Linked DNA regions of Sus scrofa: all the other regions are linked to region 3. The links are chromatin contacts, called in public HiChIP or PLAC-seq maps. All regions are on one chromosome and are shown on one strand. The core of a region is the stretch at or near the end of the contact, and the rest is flanking DNA. Distances in the headings are between cores, read along the strand shown. Region 1 overlaps CLCN5 (chloride voltage-gated channel 5). Region 2 has its middle 32 kb from the start of CLCN5. Region 3 has its middle 60 kb from the start of USP27X.

Evidence for each region. HiChIP or PLAC-seq counts read pairs in DNA pulled down with a chosen protein or histone mark.
Region 1: a contact with region 3 is called in an H3K27ac HiChIP or PLAC-seq map of alveolar macrophages. The contact joins two enhancer-like sites. A contact is called at or near these places in 6 of 47 Hi-C or Micro-C datasets (embryonic fibroblasts, mesenteric adipose tissue, omental adipose tissue and 2 more) and 2 of 2 datasets of contacts at active chromatin or transcription factors (alveolar macrophages and skeletal muscle).
Region 2: a contact with region 3 is called in an H3K27ac HiChIP or PLAC-seq map of alveolar macrophages. The contact joins two enhancer-like sites. A contact is called at or near these places in 2 of 2 datasets of contacts at active chromatin or transcription factors (alveolar macrophages and skeletal muscle).

What each region holds. Positions count from the first base shown.
Region 1 is chrX:43,788,473-43,792,766 of Sscrofa11.1, reverse strand. It overlaps CLCN5 (chloride voltage-gated channel 5), which reads right to left. Exons shown (of 11, transcript NM_214139.1): 3 at 3,142-3,329. Among named protein-coding and RNA genes, the nearest start is that of CLCN5, 12 kb to the right of the region's middle. Within about 2 kb of position 3,041, at least 1 of the 83 cell types and tissues checked has an H3K27ac peak or open chromatin away from gene starts, as enhancers often do. A contact at or near this core is called in alveolar macrophages, where this site is marked.
Region 2 is chrX:43,745,149-43,749,259 of Sscrofa11.1, reverse strand. No RefSeq gene overlaps it. Among named protein-coding and RNA genes, the nearest start is that of CLCN5, 32 kb to the left of the region's middle. Within about 2 kb of position 2,834, at least 3 of the 83 cell types and tissues checked have an H3K27ac peak or open chromatin away from gene starts, as enhancers often do. A contact at or near this core is called in alveolar macrophages, where this site is marked.
Region 3 is chrX:43,611,760-43,615,739 of Sscrofa11.1, reverse strand. No RefSeq gene overlaps it. Among named protein-coding and RNA genes, the nearest start is that of USP27X, 60 kb to the right of the region's middle. Within about 2 kb of position 1,764, at least 57 of the 83 cell types and tissues checked have an H3K27ac peak or open chromatin away from gene starts, as enhancers often do. A contact at or near this core is called in alveolar macrophages, where this site is marked.

The DNA of each region.
Region 1 (4,294 bases), core at 1,792-4,291, 180 kb before region 3:
AGGCCAAGTTCTCAGCAGGATAACTCTTCTTAAAAGCCAACAGACTCTTGGGAGTCCCCACCATGGCTCAGTGGAAAAGAACCCAACCAGTATCCATGAGGATGCAGGTTTGATCCTTGGCCTCACTCAGTGGGTTAAGGATTTGGCGTTGCCATGAGCTGTGGTATAGGCTGCAGATGCGGTTCAAATCCTGCATTGCTGTGGCTGTGGTGTAGGCCAGCAGCTGCAGCTCCAATTGGATTCCTAGCCTGAGAACGTCCATATGCCATGGGTGCCACCTGGAAAAAGCAAAAATAAATAAATAAATAAATAATAAAATAAAAAGCCAACAGACTCTTTGCCCAGGCAAGGATTTCATTCATTAAAAGGAAAGCCAGAGGAGTTCCCTTGTGGTGCAGTAGGTTAAGGATATGGTATTGTCACTGTTGTGGCATGGGTTTGATCCCTGGTCCAGGAACTGCCACATGTCAAGGGTACAGCAAATATATATATATATATAAAAGAGTAAAAAAAAAAAAAAACAAGGGCATCTCTCTCTCTCTCTCTCTCACACACACACACACACACACACACACACACACACACACACACACTCTCATCCTAAATTCCAGGGCATCTCAAATTTTTCTATCCAAGCATGTACTCCTAATCTAAGAGAGAAGATAGAGGGTGGAGCACCCAGGAGCAGAGCTGAAATAAGATTTTGTTTTATCTTAAACATGAGAATTTTGCATTCCTTTTGAATGACTCTTACATTTAATTTCTGAAAAACATTTCTTCCAAATATTCAGGAAAACCTGATAATCTGGGAAGGCACGTGGCATGTACCCTGAGGTTTCCCATACCCTCTGGTACGCTGACCTTACCCCAGTTTGAGAAGCGCAGACTTAAACCCTCTCACATATTTAGAACGTATCTGACCATTTTATTGAATTCTTTCCCAAAGCCAATATGCATAGTCAGATATGTACGTAACACTCTTATTTCTGACTTTATTATCTTCTTACTTTTTTTTTCTTTTTTGGCTGCCCGGGGGGTACATGGAGTTCCTGGGCCAGGGATCAGATCTGAGCTGCAGTTGCGACCTACAATGCCAGATCCTTAACCTACGAGGCTGGGCTGGGGATCAAAACTGCATCCCAGTGCTGCAAAGATACTACTGATCCCATTGCACCACAGAGGGAATTGAGATTTGAGGGATGTTTTGTGTGCTTTTTTTGTTTTTGTTTTTTGTCTTTTTGTCTTTTTCTAGGGCCACATCCGTGGTATATGGAGGTTCCCAGGCTAGGGGTCTAATCAGAGATACAGCCGCTGGCCTACACCACTGCCACAGCAATGCCGGATCCGAGCCACATCTGCAACCTACACCACAGCTCACGGCAATGCCAGATCCTTAACCCACTGCACGAGGCCAGGGATGGAACCAGAAACCTCATGACTCCTAGTAGGATTCGTTAACCACTGAGCCATGACGGGAACTCCTTGTGTGCTTTAAAAAAAAAAAAAAAAAAAAATTTACGGCTGCACCTGTGACACATCGAAGTTCCTGGGCAGGAAATGAATCTGAGCTGCAGCTGTGATTTACGCCACATCTGCGGCAATGGAGATACGTTAAGCCACTGTACCAGACTAGGGAGTGAACTCGCACCTCCGCAGTGACCCAAGCTAATGCAGTCAGAATCCTTTTTATGTCTTTTTAGAGCCGCACCCACAGCATATGGAGGTTCCCAGGCTAGGGATCAAATTGGAGCTATAGCCGCTGGCCTACACCACAGCCACAGCAACAGGGGATCTGAGCCGCATTTGCGACCTACACCACAGCAGTGCTGGATCCTTAACCCACTGAGCGAGGCCAAGGATCAAACTTGCGAGCTCATGGATACTAATCAGATTCGTTGCCACTGAGCCATGACAGGAACTCCTGCAGTCGGATTCTTAACCCACTGTGCCACAATGGGAACTCCTGTGTGCTTCTGTTTTTGTTTTTTTTTTTTTTGCAGGAGAGATCTAACATACACACCAAATGGTAACAGAAAGGTAAGGAACCAAGAAAATCATTTTTACATTGAAAAAGATAATCGAGGAGTTCCCGTCGTGACTCAGTGGTTAACAAATCCGACTAGAAACCATGAGGTTGTGGGTTTGATTCCTGGCCTTGCTCAGTGGGTTAAGAATCCGGCGCTGCTGTGAGCTGTGGTATAGGCCAATGGCTACAGGTCCAATTAGACCCCTAGCCTGGGAACCTCCATATGCCGTGGGAGCAGCCCTAGAAAAGACAAAGAGACAAAAAGACAAAAAAAAAAAAAAAAAAAAAGAAAGAAATAAAGAAAAAGATAAGCGAGAAAACAAGACTAATGAAAATTTTAATTTAACCTCAAAATGGGACTATGGGCAATTTTACTCCAGGGTTTCTGTTATTTTGCTATGGAACACGCCATAATATTTTTAATGTTCTAATGCAATGCTCAGGGAAAAACTGCTTTTGGAGTCTATACAATAAATGCATTTTTAACCCACTCCGTCCTTTGTTACAAATTATAGCTTACCTGTTGACTGACTTTAAGATTTCTTTTTTCTAATTTTTTTTTGGCTTTTTAGGGAAGCACCCGAGGCATACGGAGGTTCCCAAACTAGGGGTCCAATCAGAGCTGTAGCTGCTGGCCTACGCCACAGCCACAGCAACGCGGGATCTGAGCCGCGTCTGTGACCTACACCACAGCTCAGGGCCATGCCAGATCCTTAACCCACTGAGCCAGGCCAAGGATCGAACCCGCAACCTCACGGTTCCTAGCCGGATTCATTTCCGCCACACCACCATGGGAACTCCGACTTTGACATTTCTATTGAAATCACTAGAGAAAGATAGATTCAGTCACATGGTGTCCTAACAGCTAAGGAGAAACACCAGGCTCGTTTAAAACAAGCAAAAAATCTAAGTTATTGTGTAAGCATCAAACAACTCCACATGTCAAGAGAGAAACAGGGTTGCACCTAAACCACAGAGAAAAGCAGCTGGCACTGGTTCCCCTTTTTTCACGAAAAGGAAAGGAAGATTCTGCAATTGCCAACAAGGACAATGTATGCAATGAAGTAAATCTAAGAAGAGAAGGCAGTGGTTCAGAAATCCTCACAACACATTACCTCATCTGCGCTGATGATAAGCTGGGACCAGCTATTCCACTCAGGGCATTTATCTCTGTCTTTAAAGGTGACGTGCTTGGAGTTCCAGCAGCAGTGTTCATGGTTAAACCAGAGTCCCTCTGTGCATATACCTTCTTTTAAGTCTGTCATCCAGTGAGCAGAGATGTCAATCAAGCCAGCTAGGGAACCTGATTTGAGGGGAGGGAAGGAAAGGCCACAGTCGTCAGAGGTAATAAGGGAAAAAGGATCAAAACAATGGACAAGTATGGAGTTCCCATCGTGGCTCAGTGGTTAACGAATCTGACTAGGAACCATGAGGTTGCAGGTTCAATCCCTGGCCTTGCTCAGTGGGTTAAGGATCCGGCGTTGCCGTGAGCTGTGGGGTAGGTTGCAGACGCGGCTGGGATCCCACGTTGCTGTGGCTGTGGCGTAGGCCAGCGGCTACAGCTCCGATTTGACCCCTAGCCTGGAACCTCCACATGCCACAGGAGCGGCCCTCAAAAGGCAAAAAGACGAAAAAAAAAAAAAAAATGATGGACAAGTCTGTAATTTCTCATTCCATCTGCAACCTCCTTCTGAGTGTCCGCCTGTTAGCTTTTCACCTAGCATCTCTAGTAGAAGTTACCTATTATTAAATGCCTGTTCAAGAGGGGGAAAAACAAAACACTGCCTGCATTAAACACTGTCTTTCTATGGGGAAAATTTAGGGGAGAGCAAAGTGGGTGGGTGGGAACAAGCGGTGTGGATTTGACTTTTAGCTGCTCCATGTGGCAAAGACTCTGCTTTGACTTAAGAGGTGATGCATACTAATCCATAAAGACAGTCATGTTAGGAGTTCCCTGGCAGCCCAGTGGTTAAGGATCCAGCCTTGTTACTGCTGAGGCTCGGGTCGCTGCTGCAGCACAGGTTTGGTCCCTGGCCTGGGAACTTCTTCATGCCGAGAATGCAGCAAAGATAAAAAAAAAAAAAAAAAAAAAAAAAGATGGTCACATTTATTAAAGATTATTTCACGCTCCCTTTACACATAAAACTGAGAAAATGTAAATTGCCTACATTGAAGAATATTATTTTTATTGGAGATGGCTTGCAGAGGGCAGCTGATGACTATGAGAAGGGCTCAGTCTGAATAGCAATTTGGCTTCAGGGACAAGGG
Region 2 (4,111 bases), core at 1,585-4,084, 130 kb before region 3:
TATCCATCAGAAATCTATTTCCTCAGCTACAAAATCTCTAACCCTTCTATTGGGATCCAAGGTTTCCTAGGATACTAAGAAGCCATGCTTTGCAGGCTCAGCCAAGCTCCCTCACTGCCAGCCAATCCTTCATCCTCTTGGGACTCTTCCCCTGCTCTCTCCTAATCCCTTCACTCCCCTCCTCCCAGCACACCTGCAAAAATGCACTTAACTAGTTCCCTGCCTCCGCTGCCTCTTCTAAGTCTAACCTACCACAGGATCCTTGGCAGTTTTTTTGCTATGACTAACGCCACCAAGGAAATTCGGAATCTCGCAGTCTTCCCGCCTGTCGTCCAGGAAGTGTCTTCATTTATTTATTTATCTTGCTTTGTACAGCCACTCCTGCGGCATAGGGAGGTTCCCAGGCTAGGGGTCGAATCAAGCTATAGCTGCCAGCCTACACCACAGCCACCGGAATGCCGGATCCAAGCCGCATCTGTGACCTACACCACAGCTCACAGCAATGCCGGATCCTTAACCTGCTGAGTGACACCAGGGATTGAACCCACATCCTCATGGATGCTAGTTGGGTTCGTTACCGCCGAATCCCAATGGGAATTCCAGAAGTGCCTTTATTTAAGAAAAAAAAATAGCTTTTCTACTTTGCTGTCTGGATCCAACGGAGATAACAGATCCTTCCCTGCCTTGCTCAGATTTCCTTTATCTTATCCTTTAAGGAAACCTACTATCTCTAGCTCTCACCTCTATCTCAAGCTCCAGTCCTGAATGCCCAAGAATTCCACTTGACACTTCTGTTGCCACTTGAAACTCAATCGGATGAAAATGAAAAACAAGCAGAAATAACATTAACCTAAGCACAAATAATAAAATCCAAACAAGGCATGTTCCCTGCCCTCACCCCCACATTGACTTTCCCTTTCAAATGCAGGTGGCATTAGAGCCAATATTTGCAGTTGATATTTGTCTACAAATATGAACTACATTCAATGAACCTATAAAAGCATTCAATCTCAAGAGTAGGTATGCCAGGGTTCTAGAAATCTTAACAGAGAATAAACACCGTTTTTAGCTGATGAGAAGAACTGAGGCTAATATCATGGTACAACTGGAGAGATTTTCTTTCTGTTTAAATTCATTAAATGCCGGTGAATTCCAGGGACTAGCCCTGAAAGTAGGCAAGAACATTTGCAAAATGATGCAGAATCCTTTCCCTCCCTCTTCACTGGTTCCCTGTTTCATTCAGGAAATTATTTATTTATTTATTTATTTATTTATTTATTTATTTATTTATTTATTTTAAGGGCTGTACCCACGGCACATGGAGGTTCCCTGGCTAGGGGCCCAATCGGAGCTATAGCTGCTGGCCTGTGCCACAGCCACAGCCACATCAGATCCGAGCTGCGTCTGGAACTTACACCACAGCTCACCACAAGGCCAGACCCTTAACCCACTGAGAGAGGCCGGGGATCGAACCCACAACCTCGTGGTTCCTAGCTGGATTCATTTCCGCTGCGTCAGGACGGGAACTCCAGGAAATGATTTTAAAATACACAGTTCCAGGAACTCTACATTAGCCACACAAATCATAGGAGGGAAAAGTATGAGGAGTCCAAAAAAAATTTATAGTTGGCTTTGGAATATGTCCTGTAGTTGTATTTTCAGAGGGTGAACATATTGTTCTGGGAATTCATTAAAACAAAATAATGACGCTACAAGATGAAGACTCAACAAAGGAGAAGTTGGAAAACTTTTCCGTTTCCCCATAGGGACCTTACAAACTCCTTCCTGTAACCCACTGACACAGAACCCTCCAGCTAAATTGAGGTGCCTCATTTCAAACATTTCCTGGAGCAGCTATCTGGTGCAGTGTTTGGGTTATAAAGTGCTTCCTTAACAAGTACAGAGAAATAAAGGGTCAACAAAAGAAAAGTAGCAGCAGCAAGCACATCATGTGAAACAGATGCAACCAAGTGGAGTCCAACCAAGAAAATACCCATAATCAGGACAACTCAGAGTCATAGGGACCCGTGGATGATCTGCTCTGGTTGTCTTTGGTTTTAATTGGCAGACATTAAAAAGTTCCAAAGAAAAAGTTAAGGCAGCAGGATAATGAGGAAACAACTTAAAGTTCCTCAAAGCTGAGATTGGATTCTGCCTTTAGTTGGCTTCTAAGCCTATTGCTCTTTCCCCAACACTTTGGGGCTTTGTACTGACATATCAGTCCAGGGAATGGAATATCTGGAATAAGTCAAACCTCTAGATGGTCACAAGCCTGAGGTCAACCAGACGTTAGGGTTGATCAGGAACAAAGGAACAGGATTTGTTTTTTTATCCCAACTAGTGGATTACTATAGGGCTTGTCATATAATGGAGGGCTATGGGGAGGGCCAACGGGGCGGGGGGGGTGCTGGGCCAACAGGGGGGGATGTTCTTTGGTCAACATCTGTATTACATAGCTGACACTTTCAGTGTCTTCTGTCACCTTCTTGCTTAAAATCATAAGCTGGTTCCCCCCGGCCTTTTGGGTCAAGTTTCTATTTCTTTGCATCGCATTCAGAGCCCTTTCAAATCTAGATCCCATTCCCCCAGAGAGACGTATCTTCTGCCACCAGATTTGTTAGGCTCCACAGAGGCCATGTATTTTTACACCCCCATGCCTTTGCTCAGGCCAGATATTCCGTCTGAAATCCTATCCAGCCACCCCCGCCCCCGTCCTCTTTTCAGCCGGGTGAAATCCCATTCAATCCGTCTAGGGCCAGCTCAAACAGGCTTTTCCCTCAGCCCCCCTTTGTCCAGACATCTATGTTGATTGCATAATCTCTTCCACTGGAGTCTTGTGACTACACCATGTCCTTCTCATTTCTGTTGTCTCAACAACTCTAGTGTTGTTCCAGACAAGGTATTCGATAAATGCTTACTCAGGGGGAGTCTTGTTGGGGACGAAGGGTTAATAGCCAATCAACATATTTATGGGGCCGTCACTCAATAAATTTATGCCTTGCCCTATGAGGGGGAGAGGATGAAGGATACAAAAAGCATTTGTTACCCTGTCACTACCCTCAAGGAATTTACGGTCAAGCTGGGGGAGGATACATTCACAGAATGCAACTACACAGCAGCTAAGTGTTAAACTGTTAGAATAAAAGGGAAAGTGGCGTTGAGAAAATGGAGAGGAGATGGTGAGCTAGAGAAGGCTTCGTGGAGGAAAGAGGGTATGCCAGGACCAGGAAATATAATGGCCAGAGGCTCCAGATGAGAATGAGGGTGGCATTTGTGCTTGACGAGAGGACTGGCTGGCTATGACCAAATGGATGGAGACAGATCGGGAAGTGTCTGTGAAGCCGATGGAGTCAGTGTAGTTTCTGAGGAGCCACATGATAAAAAAGCACACTTTGGGGTTCCCGTCGTAGCACAGCGGAAATGAATCTAACTAGGAGCCATGAGGTTGCGGGTTCGATCCCTGGCCTCGCTCAGTGGGTGAAGGATCCAGTGTTGCCGTGAGCTGTGGTGTAGGTTGCAGACACGGCTTGGATCCCGTGTGGCTGTGGCTCTGGCATAGGCTGGCAGCAACAGCTCCGATTGGACCCCTAGCCTGGGAACCTCCATATGCTATGGGTGCGGCCCCAAAAAGACAAAAAAAAAAAATACTTTTAGGAGGTAAGAGCGGCAGCAGTGGACTGGAAGTGAGAAAGGAAGAAAGGGCTAGGAAGGCAGTTTGCCATTTCCAGTTTTGCTGTAGATGATTTGGGCAGGAGGAGGAAGGGGACAAAGGGGTAGAAGGAGCACATGTTCCCAACAGTTATAAGGAAAGAGCCAGGTGGGGATGGGGTCGGGTGGTGCTAATTTGTGGTATGGCACACTAGCATCTTGTTTAACTAATGACAGCGACACGTGTTGGTACAAATAAATTAGTATTTCCATCCCAACTAGCCCATTTGGCAAAAACAAATGTACAAACCTGAATAGGCAGGCTTATTGACACATGACCCTTCAAATAAAAATATAAAGTATATCACATATTCCCATGGTAACAGGGCTGCACCCGCAGCATATGGAGGTTCCCAGGCTAGGGGTCCAATCGGAGCTGCAGCTGCCGGCCTATACCACAGCC
Region 3 (3,980 bases), core at 515-3,014:
AGAAGACAGAATGAGAAGTGAAGAGCAAAGCCCTCTGGGTCGTGGTGCTTCCTCTCCGCTTCAATATATTTTCCCACATTTCGCCAGTGTCCTATAGGGAGCCTAGACGGTTTTTATAATCAGAAAGGAAAAGAACCAAAGGAAAAGAAAAAAAAATCTCATGGAATACTAATTTAAGTAAAACCAAAGCAATTCAGATAATCCCGATTTTTAAAATGTCAAATTCAGTCTTAGGACAAAAGCTGCGAGGCTCCGAAAGGCGCTGGGAATGGGAGAGAAAAAAATGAAAGGTCTGACTCCATTTGATTCAGGAGTCTAATGCATTAACCCCTTTGCTTATCCATTTAAACAAGTTCTTCATTAGTAAACTGGTCTTCCTTATGTAGCATACAAGCCAATTGGCTTTTTTCCTAAGAAAGTCTTCACTTTTTTTGACCTGAAGTTCCAAGTAGATTGCTATTTCCATAAGTTTCACAAAAGCAACACCTCCACCCACCCCCAAGTGAAAGCCCTAAGGCATACTTTCCTAAGACTAATGCGAACCTAAAAGCCATCATTTTGGCTTTTTTTTTTTTTTTTTTTTTTTTTTTTTTTTATCTTTTGCCTTTTTAGGGCCGAACCGGCAGCATATGGAGGTTCCCAGGCTAGGGGTCCAATCGGAGCTGTAGCCACTGGCCTACACCACAGCCACAACAATGCGGGATCCAAGCCATGTCTGTGACCTACACTATAGCTCATGGCAACGCCAGATCCTTAACCCACTGAGCCAGGCCAGGGATCGAACCAAAGTCCTCGTGGATGGCAGTCCGATTCGTTTCCGCTGAGCCACGACCGGAACTCCCATTTTGGCCTTTTTTTAATGCCTTCTTTAAAGGACAAACGTGTGAGAGTGTACACTCATCCCCAAAAGCCAACAGAGAAATGACAGTGCTTTGGATAAGGAAAGGCTAGAGAAGTCCAAGAAAAGTAGGAACTCACAAAAGTCCGAGGATGAATTCACCAGGAAAAAAAAAGCGCTCTGATGACTTATCTGGAACCTGGGACAGTCTGTCTTGACTTGCCTTTTTTTTTTTTTTTTCCCCTCTTATTTAGCGTGCAGTGATAAAGCACTGATCTGCACCTCGTGGGACCAGGAGAATTTAACATTTCGCAAGTCAAGCCCAAGTAGTTGCTAATAAATATATGAAGTTCACGTAAAGCAGATTCCTACTGGCCTGTTATGCTCCACACATCTGGATTCCCCTCCCTCATTCGGGGTAGCTCACAACTGACGTTAACACACGGGCACACGTACAACTTCACTTGGCACTCCAGGAAAATGATTTGCTCTGAAACGTTAATGTGGTAAAACGCGCATCGATGTGAAGGTAAAGTTTTCCCCTTGGGGCGAAGGCGCTCAAGCGCAAGCCTGGAAAGTCTGGAGAGCCAAGTGGGAAAAGGAAAACGCAGCAACCACTTTTCTGAGAGTCTGGACTCCGCTTCGCTACGACCCACACAAACTTGCCAGTCCAGGGCAGGATGGATAAGAACGGGGCCTCGACAGGGCTTAACCAGCCAGAGCCACCCTGCCCCAGTCCTGGAAAGGGGATGCCTGGAGCTAACCTCCCCCATTCAAAAGCGGGGCGGGCTTGGCGTGGCTCCGCGAGAAAACTTCGCTGGGACAGCGCAGGGACCCTGGCTCAGAGAACAGGGCTGGGCTCCCTGGAAGATGCCGCCCTGCACTGGCTAGAACTGGCCGGTCTAACTCCTCCGAGTACCAGGAGGCGGCGGCCAGGCACGGGGAACCCCCATCTCCCGTGGGCCGAGCCAGTGGGGGAGCGCTTCCCCTGTGTCGCTGCGCCCAGGGGGTGCTCCGAGGGTGGGTGAGGGCCAGCGGCCCGCCAAGGACCTGCTCGGGTAGGGACAGCCCGTTTGTCTTTACCTGTCGCCGAAGTCCGGAGCGGCGGAGCCCGTGTCCGCCGCCGGCGGGCAGAGCGCTCAGTCGGCTCTGGCGTCCGGGACACTGAGTTGAGCTAGCGCCCCACGTAGCCGGCAGAGCTTCATTCACAGCCCAGCCAGGAGGAGGGGGAGCGGAGCGGGCGCGCGGCTCATGTGACAGGCGCCTCGCAAGGCTCGGCCAAGCACCGCCGCGGTCTGCGCGTGCGCGCCCCGGCCAGCCCTCTCCCCACACCTCGGCGGAGGCGGGGAGGAGGTGGGAGGCGGGGACTAGGTGATGCCCGCGGGGGAGGCAGCAGGGCGGGGAGAGCGGCCGCGAGAACGGTGCTGGGAGGAGTTTCCGCGCGCGCAGCCGCAGTAGGTCGGCCCTGCTCGCTGCCATATTTAATGAGGACTGGGCGGGGCCTAACTCAGTGGTGGGCGTATCAATTGCCTTTAAAAAAGAAATGCTCCTTTTCAGTTTCGGGCCTGCGATCCATATTGGGGGGTTTTGTTCTTAGAACGAAAGTGATGCCCCTGAGCTTTGGGCTCACAGAATAGTTAGTAGTAGAAATGTGATACTAATTACATTAGCTCACGCATCTTGAACCTCCATAACGCCAGACACTGTTGGATGCCCTTTACTTTTTTTGATCTCATGTAATGCACACAGTAACCCCACTGGGATAGTACTATTACTTCTCCACTTTTATTCATAGGAAACGGAGGCACAGAAAGGTTAAGTAACGTGTCCGAGCTCACATAATAGTAGTAGTAGGAATAGTGATCAAATGTAGGGATGCGTGTTAACAGCCAACTCGATCCTCAGTAACACTGGAAAATCTACACTGCAGTTTTTGGTATTGTCTCCTTTTTTTTTTTTTTTTCTCTCTCTCTTTATAGTGCCGCACTCAGGGAATATGGAGGTTCCCAGGCTAGGGGTCTAATCGGAGCTGCAGCCGCCGGCCTATGCCACAGCCACAGCCACGCGGGATCCAAGCCATGTCTGCGACCGATGCCACAGCTTACGGCAACACCAGATCCTGAACCCACTGAGCGAGGCCAGAGATCGAACCCACAACCTCATGGTTCCCAGTGGGATTTGTTTCCGCTGCGCCACAACAGGAACTCCTGTCTCCATTTTAATAATTACAGAACAGAGGCTCGGGAAAGCGGAAATCACAGGACTAGTAAGAGGTAGAACTGAGATTCCAACCTAGGTCTCCCTGACTCCAAAGCCCTTATCCTAGGATTGGAGGAAACAGGCCAATGGGGCGCGTTGACCTATTTGACACGATCCAACTAATTCTTTACTGGCAGAACTGACACAGGAACGTGTATAATCACTCCAGATGATCCCCAGTACTCTAATTCAGGGTCTACTGTAGGGAACAATTTTGAACACCTACGTTGGGCAAGCTAAGTGGTGAGGGGTACAAAACCTCTATCCTAGCCCAGTCAAGACAAGGCCACCAAGGACAAATCTGTAATCAGTAAAGTCAGGCTTTTGGACCCTCAGCAACAAGGGAGACTGCACACCAGAGAAACCACGGAGCATCTCACTAAAGCAAGAGTCATTATGGTATTGGGGGGAAGGGTTTTAAGTGAATTTTAAACCAAGCATTGTTTTCATAAGCTCAAAGCAGGGCTGTGTGGAGGGGTCAATGGCAGGTCTGGACTTGGAAGTGAACCCAGAGTCCTGTTTCCTTGGGAACCACAAAGTAAAGATAGAGGTGGAATGTCATCTCCAAATACCCCTTATCTGAAGCTCTGCACCTGCATTGGAAATTAAGGTTGCTTCCCTGGGTCCAAGAAGCTTATGTCCTCCAGACAAAGGTGCGATGTTTTAGTCTCACAGATACCATTTCAAGCAGCAAGGTTCCTGATAGTCTGTGATTGTAGAAAACAAAGTTTCTCAGTGAATAAAAGAAAAAAAAAAACACGATGGTCACTCACATAGGAGGCTGTTATCTCCCCGCAGCAGCATGTCTTTGGGAGAACTGTTGTTCCCTGTTCAATTTGCAGCTGGTTTTATCTGTGTCTGTTATTCCGGCCTGATGAATGGC